Linked DNA regions of Zea mays: region 2 is linked to region 1. A link is a contact called in public Hi-C data. All regions are on one chromosome and are shown on one strand. Each heading gives the region's core, a stretch centred on a gene start, on an enhancer-like site or on the middle of the called end of the contact. The rest is flanking DNA. Distances are from core to core; before and after follow the strand shown.

Evidence for each region. A called contact is a pair of places that touch in the nucleus more often than the background predicts.
Region 2: a contact with region 1 is called in a Hi-C map of tassel, with 4 times the contacts expected there. The contact joins the enhancer-like site here to the promoter of LOC103654826 in region 1. A contact is called at or near these places in 2 of 25 Hi-C or Micro-C datasets (ear and tassel).

Annotation. Positions count from the first base shown.
Region 1 is chr4:240,888,846-240,894,480 of Zm-B73-REFERENCE-NAM-5.0, reverse strand. LOC103654826 (40S ribosomal protein S8-like) reads left to right here and starts at 4,356. Exons shown (of 5, transcript XM_008681651.2): 1 at 4,356-4,539; 2 at 4,725-4,797; 3 at 5,454-5,635. The coding sequence starts at 4,536.
Region 2 is chr4:241,081,799-241,088,094 of Zm-B73-REFERENCE-NAM-5.0, reverse strand. It overlaps LOC100272605, which reads left to right. Exons shown (of 6, transcript NM_001147068.1): 3 at 94-147; 4 at 272-468; 5 at 590-739; 6 at 848-1,221. The coding sequence ends at 1,015. Among protein-coding and RNA genes, the nearest start is that of LOC100272605, 3.8 kb to the left of the region's middle. Within about 2 kb of position 4,829, at least 14 of the 20 cell types and tissues checked have an H3K27ac peak or open chromatin away from gene starts, as enhancers often do. A contact at or near this core is called in ear and tassel, where this site is marked.

The DNA of each region.
Region 1 (5,635 bases), core at 3,107-5,606:
TGAAGGCTATATGTTCTTGAATCAAATCTCTTGTGCCAATGAAGGAGCTAACAGTGCTGAAAGCCCTCTGACATGTTTTGACAGTGTCATCAATTTCTACCTTCGGCCTTCGGAGGCTGAAGCGGGACCAGATGGGGTGCATGATGATTTCTTTAATGTCTTCCCTTGCCTTTAAATCATTCTTCACATAAAACCACTCTTCCATCCACGCCCCGGGCTATCTCTTCCAAAATGTTGGCACCGGGTGGCTTGCGGCGAGCAATAAATCCATAACAACCGAAGTTGTTGTGGTACTGTTCTTTGCCAGTAGCCATCGTCTCATATAAGAGTTCGTGCATACTGCAGAAGCACTTCACGCTTGGCTCTAGCCCTTGACTCCTTATAGCCCAGACAAAAATCCCCATCCTCATTATAGCTTCGGGGGTGATCTGATGAAGGAAGATATGGTAGATTTTCAGCACTTCAACTACAAACTTGCTTAAAGGAAACCGAAGTCTAGCCTTAAAAAAGCTTCGATAGATAACAACTTCGTTTTCCTCAGGAGCAGGGACGTTGTTGTCTCCGCTAGCCCTCACGATAGACATGTTCCGAAAGTACCTTCCTCTCATGTTCTCAAGATGACTCTGTTTAATGGTCGATTTTCCGAAGACAGTATGGCTTGGTCGCCAGGGCCGGTCTTCAGAATCTTCATCTCCACTTTCCACATCATAGCTATCACTGTCACCAGTATCTTCAGATAAACCTTCCAGTATCTCTTTAGTAATCTTCTCTATGTTTGTCTTTGCCATCGACTCAATAAATCCAGCAATATAAGGATCTGCAACCTTCTTCTCCTCAAACAGCTTCATCTCCTCAGTCAGCTTCTCCTTCTCAATCATTTTTCCCCAGACATGGTAAAAACGCGTCTTTTAACCGAAGCTCAAAAAGCTTGAAAATTTAACGAGCGCTAGTGAGCAAGAGCTAAAAGTTTGAGAAAATAATGCAAATGGCAGAAACAGCGTATCAAATGCAGTCGGTGTGAGTTCATATTTATACGCCTAGTACGCTGCAACTTGGAGGGCCCTGTCTGTCATTGATTGTTGCTATTCTAGCAAAGGGAAGGTGTTTTTTCGGACCTTCGGCTTAAGGCCTTCGTTCACGTCGCAGTCTGAATTCGTTGTTATAACAAATTAATACTGCGAGGGGCTACTGTTGGGGGCCTTCATCTTCTGAAGGTCCTCATAATCATGATTAACAACGTTTCCCAAGCATAATATATGTACAGGAACCTTCGAACTCGGGATGAAGCTGTACACAATACGAAAAAGCAGGGTTGTAATGAAGGTTGAACCAGCGCCGAAGCTGCGCGCAAGGAAGCTTCGGCTCAGTAGCAGAAAAAAGAACCGACTTAAGGAGGAAAATGCTATCTAGTCCTCGACAGATTGTTCTTAAGTCAATAGTGAATATGAAGGGCATGAATGTAATTTTACACAGGCTGCGCCCTGTGCCTATAAATAGATGAACAATACCCCCGTACTGTTCACGCTGACTTGTATTCGCTCGTGCGTCACACTTGTACTTTTGTCTTCTGTCAAGCCCAAGGTATAAATGTAATTCAGTATTATTTTTATTCATTCATGATTATATAATAAGGTCATATAAATGATGTTATGTGATTATTCATGTTATTTCTCATATTTTGCATGCTTCTTCTTTCATCAATGTAAATTGCGATGATGAAGGTATGTCCTTCATGACCTTCGTCCAAAGATCGTTATATCCTGAGGGAATAATGCTTCGAAGGACGAAGTGCATTAACCATTAACTTCTTTCTGTGTTGCCTTGTTCTTAAATCATAGCATTTGAGAACAAGTCCCCAACAGTGGGTTTTTTCATGTTTGCATAAATGGTTCGGGCTCATGCTCGCCCATGGGTCATGGCCTCGACCCAAGCATGGTCCGATGCATTGGGCTGGGCCTGGCTAGCCCGAAATAATTTTGTGTAGTGCGTGTCATGCTTTTTTCTGTCTTGTGTCAACCCGCAAGACCCGACCCAAATGTACAACTCTAATGCATCTAGGGAGCAAAAGCAGCTTCTGGTAGCCAGAAGCTCTCCGTAAGCTAAGGGTGTGTTTGGCACAGCTCAACTTCACATAAACCAGCTCATCTTCATAATAAACTTCACAATTGAGCATCCCTGTTTCAAATTAACGGAGTTTCTAAATATGTTTGGCATGGAGATCAACTTTAGCTTCAATAAAATGAGATTTTGTTTAGAAAAGTCTCTTGTACCCTTGAATATGTATGGGATTGTTTTTGTTGTTGTAATCAATTAATACTACCTCCGTTCTTTGTTAGTTGTCATTAGTTTAAAAATGAACTAACATACGATAAATATTAAAAAAACAGAGGTAGTATTAGAGGTCTTGTCACCGCCTGGCCAATCAAATACACCAAGCATGAAAATGATTATCGTCCGTCTACTCAATGTATAGTAACCATAATGACCAAGTTGGAAAAAGTTCACTAAACAATTGACCAGTTCATATGGCATGCAAGAAAAGCTGAATAACTGTCGCGACTTGCAGACCATTGGACGTGCGGGCGTGGAGGTCGACGCCCTCATGCTGACATCTACCGGGTTCCCCACGCCTGGTTGTGTCGAGGCAGCTAGATGGCATGCCTAAGCTCCGGCTGCCCGCACCAGGGTTCACAATTTTGTTTGCATAGATACGAAATTGAATTTCGTATTTTTATATTTTAAATCGAAATCTACTAAAATTTGGAACGAAATTCGATTTTCGGTGATTAACAAAAACGGAATAATTCATCGAAACATGTTGATTTCGATTTGAGAAAGTGAACACTGGACCGCACGCACAGGCCCCTGTGGCCACCGCAACGATGGTGGCGAGCTCAAGTAGCTCTGTGCTGAGGTTTGTCGGCGCACATCACATGTCCCCGGCGAGCTCCGACGTCAATCTATGCATGTCGGCGACGGCTGTAGCGGATCCATGGAGAAGAGGAAAGGTTTATTGCAAATGGCTGGTCTTGGTGTGAGGCGCATGCGGCTGGCGCGACCATCGATCAGTGACAGAAATAGGAAAAACGATTCGTTTGGCATGTAACCAATGGAAAAAGTGAGTAATTTCATCCTAACTTCATGAGTGAATTTAAAATATCGATTCATGAAGCACCCTTTTGGCTGCTTCATAGATTTAGGCCCTGTTTGGGAGGGTCATTTCAAGAATTGCAGATTCGGTTTTCTAGCTTCGCCATGAAACGGTTTCAACAGATTAGTAAGACAGGATTCAAGAGTGTTTGGTTTGCACATAGACTCCAGCTTCTGTAATATAGTTAATTTGTGCGAGTTTCCTTAATTACCTTTGATGATTAATGGATGGAGAAAGAGACATGAATTGATAGGTCATGTAACAAATGAATGTATGGTGGGTAATTTTTGTGCAACTTCATGAGGAGGTATGAAAACAATGTTTTTGAAGCACCCTTCGAGGAGCTTCAAAAATTTCATGAAACTGGTCTCTAGTTTCAGTTTTTTTGGAACTAGAGCTCGTGGAGCTGGACCCGTTTGGATAGAACAAGCTGAAATAGACCTGAAATTTTTGAAATGAAGCTCTTCCAAACAGACCCTTGGTGAACTTAGGGTCCATTTCACCTTTTTTTGGTGAAACTGAGTTGGTGAAGCTAAGAGTGTTTGACTAGAGTTTTCGGCCCTGTTTGGGAGAGCTTTACTTTAAGAATTTTAAGTCTATTTCAGCTTCTATCCAAACACGTCTAGCTCCACGAGCTATAGCTTAAAAATTGAAACTAGAGGGCAGTTTTATGAAAATTTTCAAACTCCTTAAAGGGTGCTTCAAAAACACTATTTTTATACCTCCTCATGAAGTTGTACCAAAATCACCCACCATGCCACTGGTTAAATGACCTACCGATTCATGTCTTTTTCTCCACCCGTTAATCATCAAGGTTTATTAAAGAAACTCACATAAATTAACTGTATTACAGAAGCTGAAGTCTATATACAATCCAAACATTCTTGAACACCGGCTTACCAATCTGTTGAAGTTGTTTCGTGATGAAACTGAAAAACCAAAACTATAATTTTTGAAATAGAGCCCTTCCAAACAAGACCTTATAGAGCTAAGCTAGATTTTATGAAGTGAAGTAGTCCCAAACATCCCCTAAAACAAACAGATTGGTAAGTGGCATGGTCGATCGGTTCAACGTGTTTAGACCTTTTCGCTATTTTGAATTGGGCTGGACCTACGGCAGGGACTAGCTAGTCGTTTCGTGATATGGTTTCGTGATATGGAGTCGATAGTGTGCGCCCAGGCCCAGTTTGCTCGATTCAATTTGCCATGGGTATTTATTTGGTGGGCACTAGGCCTCACTCAGCCCACCGGCGCCTATCCCCAACCCTAGGTCAGCCCATATATATAAACCCGATATATAGGGTCTCACTTGTGTACCCCAACGAGAAGAGCGGCGGCGCGGGCGGACAAGGAGCAGGCGGAGGAGGAGCTGTGCCAAGCCACAATGGGTAAGATTCCATCCACCTGCTTCTCGTTTTGCCTGTACTGACATAGCTGCCGCGGTGGTTCTCCGATTTGATCAACGCTGCCGCAGTCGTTTCCGGTTTGATCGACGCTGCCGCGATGGTTCTTCGGTTTGGCTGATGAGATGCTAATGGGTGCCTCTGCGGATGGTTTGGATGTGTTCGTGCAGGTATCTCGCGTGACTCGATGCACAAGCGCCGGGCCACCGGTGGAAAGCAGAAGGCCTGGAGGAAGAAGCGAAAGTAATGACCGTTTCTCTTCCCTATGTTATTGACGGCTGGATTCACTTAGCTCTGCTTTTGTTCTGTAATATGCTGCTGCTTGATTAGATCACCGGTCCTAACTTGTCAACTTTGCATGTCGATTCCCTGTGGATCTTGTAGTGGCTGCAGCGGTAATGCGGTATTAATTGGTCTGAGTTGTATCAAGGATTCAAATAATGTTTTTTTCTCTCTTGACATCATTAGTTGAATCCAGTGATTTATGCTTATCGCCCTTAATTGTGAGGTTACTGAGTATTGCCTAATAAAAAATTATTTGTGTCTGTTAAAATTGTTTACCATGACGCTTCCAATGAAATGCCTGAGCCTTGACAGTTCATAAGTAATTGTATCTGTTAATTCTATGTATTTTTCAATTTTCTTGAAGGCAATTAGCCAATTTCACTTGGTGAAGTTGGTGTTTCTCAGAATAGTCTTTTTTTTTATCACAACTAGTCCATTCTACGTGTTTGAGGCAGCACTAAAATTGTAGATCATTTGTGTGCAAGTTTCATCAAACTGAATTGGTGTCATCAGCTTGCTTAAAAGAGTTGTTTATCGATGTGGCTTTGTTGTGTCGCAGTACTATGCTAGGACTTACGTTCAGAGGTTTATTCTGCTTGTCATTTCTCTTGAAGGTATGAGCTTGGTCGCCAGCCAGCCAACACCAAGTTGTCAAGCAATAAGACAGTGAGGAGGGTCCGTGTTCGTGGAGGTAATGTGAAATGGAGGGCTCTTCGCCTTGATACTGGTAACTACTCATGGGGAAGTGAAGCTGTTACCCGCAAGACCCGTATCCTCGACGTGGTCTACAATGCAT
Region 2 (6,296 bases), core at 3,580-6,079, 190 kb before region 1:
AGTTCATGTTCTCCTTGTGTGGCTGGTGCTGGATTCAACCGATCTAGGGAAGAGATGTTAGTTGATTTGCTGTAAAAATCAATATGTTAACAGAGATATATGATACATGCTCCTGCTTGCTCATGATGCCGGTTTGGTGCCAAAGCTGTATGCCCCCCTTCCTATCTGTGTTTTTTGTTCTATAATTTGGAGGTTTCTTAGTTTTTTACTACAGTATTTGCCTATTACGTATCACGTTGCATCTAATTAGCTCTTCGTTGCCCATGCCAAGATCTTCTTGAGACGGGATGGGGATGGAAGAGGCTGGTGCCCTACAGACCTGGTTATGTTGAGTTGCATGTGTTCAAGAAATACCTTGGGGACTATTTCGACCATAATCGTGAAGCTTTTCTTTGTGCCGAGCAGAAGCCTGATCCATTTGGATGGATTGTTGCTGAAAAGAGTGCCCTGATTGCTGCAGCCAAATCGGTATAGTTCCCCTACCTCTGCATTACTGAACTGTGGCCTGCCATACTTGTTTATATTTTATATATTGGTTCAGTTGCCAATTAACTTGCACCATTGCAAAAACAATCAAAATGCTTTCCAGTGCCTCAAGATGGAGAAGGCACTTCTCAGGTACTGTGCTAGCTTTCTCACTCCTGACGACAAAAGGCTGATCCTCCGGATCAAGGACCAGGCAAAGCAAATGATCCAATCAGAGGGTGATCAATCTTTGATTGTAACTATATGCTTGGAGGTATGCTTGCTACAAACTACACCAAACTGTTGCCAAACTAGTTTTCTAGTAATTATTGGTTCATGTTTAACTTGTTGCTTTGCACCAAATGCAAACTGTGGTCCCAAGTGTATTGCGAAGGAGGCCGAGTTAATGTACAATTATTTGCCTTGTGATTTTGACACCACCGAAGAAGTCGCCGTCTGCAATAAGGTTCGGCGGTCTGCCTTGAATCTTATGCTCTACAAAGGTTCTGAATCTGCTGTTGCTGCTGGTGCCATGATGGTGTGTTCCTGATACTCTCTCCATTCATTTTATAGGCTTTATTTTGACTATGCAAAAACCAATATTCTGCTGTAAATTCTCCCTATAGTATTATGTTGGTAGTTACAAAATCATAGTCAGTAGCAAGTGCTTTTAATTAGGAATTGTTACGTAACTCACATTTTATGGGACTAATGTCTGGTCAAAGCATGAACTTGGATAGTCAAACCACACCTTATAAATATGAATATAGGGAGTAATTGTGTATTTTTTAATCCTCTGTTATCCTGTCAAGCTTCTTTAACCAAACTGCAAAAACGATGTACTTGAAGGGTATCACAACAGAGGCTAAGTCCATTTTTGACTTGCTTAGTCGAGACCATGACGTGGTCATGGAAGTTTTTACTTGTGAGAGTATAAGGGAACATACAGCATCAGTTCTGACCCAGCTTGGGAAGGAATTTGCTTGCGAGACTGCTACTGTGAACAGCTCATCAGCGCGGCCTATGGGGTATTGTCTGAATATTAAACCTTAACTTCATTTCGCTTAATGCAAATATTGTTGCATCATATTAGTGATATTTGATTACTCTCTTCTATCTGTAGGGTCAGTGATGTTAGAGATCTGAACTCTGAAGTATCTGGTTCAATGGAAGACTGTACGAGTATGGATGGAGCAAGGTTTTAAAGTCGGCTAGTCGACTCTAGTCGCCTAAGCACCGATAAGGTGACTAATCGCGATTAGTCGTCGATTAGCTCGATTAGTCGATCCTAGTCGACTCCCTAGTCGTCCTATAGTCGTCCATCTATAACAGGACCATATATATATATATATATACTAGATTGCAAATCTATTGACAATATTACAATGAAACTGTAGAATGAATGAATGATCATGTTTTCACTAAAAGGTAAAGATCACTTAGACACTTACCTTGGATTGGAGTATACAACAGCACACTGCAAGATTAGTAGGACAACACTTCTGGTATATCTCCAGCAGCCTTACTAGTGCAAAACGTCATATATCTCCAACAAAGCAAGCAGAGGAGGGCGTCCAGCAAGCAGAGGAGGGCGGCGGCGCTTACAGCAGCAGCAAGCAGAGGAGGGCGGCGCTCAGAGCAGCAGCAAGCAGAGGAGGGCGGCAGCGCTCAGAGCAGCAGCAAGCAGAGGAGGGCGGCGGCGCTCACAGCAGCAGCAAGCAGAGGAGGGCGGCGCTCAGAGCAGCAGCAAGCAGAGGAGGGCGGCAGCGCTCAGAGCAGCAGCAAGCAGAGAAGGGCGGCGACGCTCACAGCAGCAGCAAGCAGAGGAGGGCGGCGCTCACAGCAGCAGCAAGCAGAGGAGGGCGGCGGCGCTCAGAGCAGCAGCAAGCAGGGGAGGGCGGCGGCGCTCAGAGCAGTTAGCAGCAAGCAGATGAAGCGGTGGCGCTCAACTCCAGCTAGGTTAAAGACTGTAACGGCATTGGCACAGTTTCAGGCTTTTCAGCCCCCCTGGTGGGCCGGCCCAAATAGAAAAGAGCAGCCTGGAGCCCAAAACAAAGCACCTAGTCGAGAACAACCCTAATCGGACGACTAATCGCCGACTAATCGCGATTAGTCGGACGACTAGGTTTCTAGTCGCCCTAATCGCGTCGGTGGCCCTAATCGGCCTTGCAGCAGCGATAAGTCCGACTAATCGCGACTAATCGCGATTAGTCGGACGACTTTAAAACCATTCCGATGGAGACAATGGAAACAATCCAGTTGTTGGAGGGGGTGGCTAAGAACTCGAAGAATTTAAAGTTGGTGGAGAACCACGAAAACGAGACCAGGGTTGCCACGTAAGAGAAGACTGCATCAGCATCACTACTTGCCTGTTTTGAAATTTAATGTACCTTTCACGGAAGCCCTCACTAACATTAATTGTTTGTATGTTTCATCTCAGCTTGATGACTGAAAATAACTAGGGCCTTGCAGGGAAACCTTCGTTGACTTCTGAGGTACTGAAGGTTAGTGAAGAGGCAGATGATTACGTTCCAAATAGGAAGTCTTGAATACTGCTGTGACTTGTGTTTTGAAATAGATATAGTATTTTCTGGTTCTCTTGCAAACCTCATTGTTGCAGCCCTAACATTTCATGGTGTGTTTGATTTGTGGGGTGGGGGTGGATGGGAGACGGTCAACCCATTTTTTAAAGTTGTTCAGTTAGATGGGATGCCCAACCAGTGGGGATATTCCCCCGAGATCTTGGATGGGATGTCCATGCAAATCTGGTGGACAGAGTAGTCCATGGCCTTGTTGAATACTTATTGCGCGACTGGTTGTGGTCACCTAATGTGCCTTTTCTTTTTGCTCCAATTGTTCCCAATCTCATCCCTCATTAACCTGTTTCTGACTGGGATGCGCACAGCAATTGGGAACCAGCAGGCCCTCTGTCCAGACGCTGGTGCTTTGTGCTCCGTTGTTGTGCTGCTGCTCCACTGGCGTTTACTAGTTCTAGTGCCTTTTCACTGATTTGTCCGCACAGGGATCCTGGTGCTAGTGCTTGGCTGATTGCTGCTGCCCCTGTGTTCTCCCTCAATTCGTACTGCTCATGCAATTCCTGGAGGCCCTAGGAATTGGTTCTGCAGTTGTACCTGTAGGCTGTAGCTGCCAATTTAGTTCGATTTTGAATTTGGCAGGTAGTTGTTGTGCTTGTTTCTAGATGCAAGAGTGCTTATTGTTTGTGGTGTTTGTTATTGGAAATTTTGGTTGGTGGTAGTTATTTGTCCGGAAAGGTTAATGCAATGCTGTGGCTTGTCTTGCTTTTAGTCAATGGTAGTAAGTTGAGTAAAATGTTCATGTGTATGTGCAGCTTGTGGTCGGCAGTGTGAAATTTTGACCTCTAATTATTTGTTAGTAATGTAATTTTCTCAGCAGGAATCCAATTCATGATGATGAGCTACATTATTCAAGTTTAGCAACTATTGATTGTGTTTCCCATCATGCCTTGGATGTGTCAAAACTTGAACACACCAATTTGAAGATTATCATACCCTGCTTATCTATCCACATACAACCAACCAAACAAAAATCTGCTGGATCATCCCATTTGAAAACTTGCAACCAACCAAACAAGAATTTGGCTCATGCAATCCGTCCAACCTAATGAGCTAATACATGTAGGAGCATCATTCTATGATTCTATCCTAAATCCATGGATGGCCCTATCCCATCCAACCTTGCCTCTCCAACCCATACGGCCATACAAACTTGTGACCATTCATTGTAATTCTCATTTCATTGTCATAAGTGCGCCTCGTTTGACACTGTTGTTTCTCTCGTCATCATTGGCTTTGTGTCGGACACGTTCATGATAATTTATCTGCAGCAACGGTCAAATTTATGAAGCTACAAGGTGCAAGTTATGAGCTGCTGTAACTAAAAGGATCTCTGGTTTCTTTTGAGCAGCTGTCTGTTGTGTCAAGTTATGTGCTACTTGTAACACTAAAGTACCATTTTACCTTATGACATGCAGTGCTTGGTTGTTCTGTCGTAGTTAAAGACCGTGTTGCAATAAGTGCTAGTTCTGTATGTTTCCTGGGTTTATGTTATCAAATGGTTGCCTGGTTTGCCCACTAATGTCATGTTGCTATAAGTATTCCTAGCTGTTGAGAAATGCGTGCGCGCGTGCCGATCGTTGTATCATTGGGTGCAACATCATAGGTCATTGTAGCCAAGGGCTATGAAGAGGGGAGTTTCAGATAGTCCAAAAACACCAGGGTACATAGCAAATACGAAGGTTCTTAGGAAGGAACAGAAGTGCGCAGGCCATTTCGCGCACCATGAAGCACCCGCGATGAGCAGACGACAACCTTGGAACAAAACGAACCTAGAGTTCGAAGGCGGACCACACTGCGGATGATGTAGCTTATGGACGTCCACACTGAGGTCTGAGGATGAACGAAATAGTTATGGCTCAATGCGCTTGGAGTACGTGGGGGCTAGATGATCTTATCATCGATCGAGAGACAAAAGTTGTCTGGGCGTGCATTGTAACTGAATTAGCATACTATTATTATTTCTCTCCTAATCTGTTAGGCTAAGTACTATAGAATAGCTATCCTACACCCCCATCCCACTCTCCAAATTCAAACTACATTTTATATAAAAGACCTAGCTAAGGACGTGTTTGAATACAAATGACCAAACTTTAGCCACTAAAGTTTAATCTATTTACATCCAAACAGGACAACTAATAAACGGCCTAACTTTAGTTAACCCTTGGGCTAATTAGAGCATCTCCAAGAGAGGCTCTAAATGTGGCCCTATTTAAATATAGGGCTCATAACCATTAAACACTCTTCCAACAGCGGCTCTATTTTATAAAATTTTATCAAACGATTATAGGGTCCGGCCTCTCAGATCCTAAATACAGTACACCATATACTAGAGCTCTATCCTCGTTTCCTCTTAATCTCCAACCATTTAGTTCCTAATAATATGATTTATTTCCTAAATAACATTATTTAAGGCCTAAATGTTGGAGTAAAAATTTCTTTTGAGACCTATTGAGCACCATTTGTGCACCTGGAGAGGCCGGATGGTCCGCGTCGCGGACGATCCGCGGGTGAGCCCGGACGGTCCGTGATAAAATTAGATCAGGCGAGATAACCCCTCTTTCTATGCGTACTTATCCATCCAATGATGCAGATTCTATTGAGGGACGTCTAGGAATGGGTCCAGACCTCCCCTGTATATATGAAGGGGTACAACCGATTACGCACATCAACAATCGAACCAATCAATCTTTATTTTATTTCCTTTACTTTCTTGCCCTAGGAGTAGCAGTAATTTAGACCTAGCTTAGCTTTCCCCCAACCTCAAATCTTCGTCCCTCTTCGACTCTACGTCGTCTAGGGATGCCCTAGGTGGCCTGCCGATTCCGAAGCACCCCCTAGAACTCTTCTCCCCGACGGGTTCCCTCCTGGGATGTGAGATCTAGGGTTCTACACACCCTCTGCGTACACGTGGACTGTCCGGCCCCAGAGCGCGGTCCGCCCAGCTGTGTGGAGAGAAGACCCGCTCCTGCCGCAAGGTCGCGGACCGTCCGACCCTAGCTATGGACCGTCCGCACTGCCGCAGAGAGCACCGCTAGGCGGTACAACCCCTAGTGTTTGACCCTAAATAGGGGCCAACACACTTTTCTGCGACTCCGCTGGGGACAGTTTGGTGTGTCCTATCGAAGATCGGCCACATATGGTCGGTTCAAAGGATCACACCGACGTTTCTCTCAGCAACATCATGAAGCCGACTCTTGAGAGTCTGTCGGCTGAGGATCAACAGCGCTTCGAGGA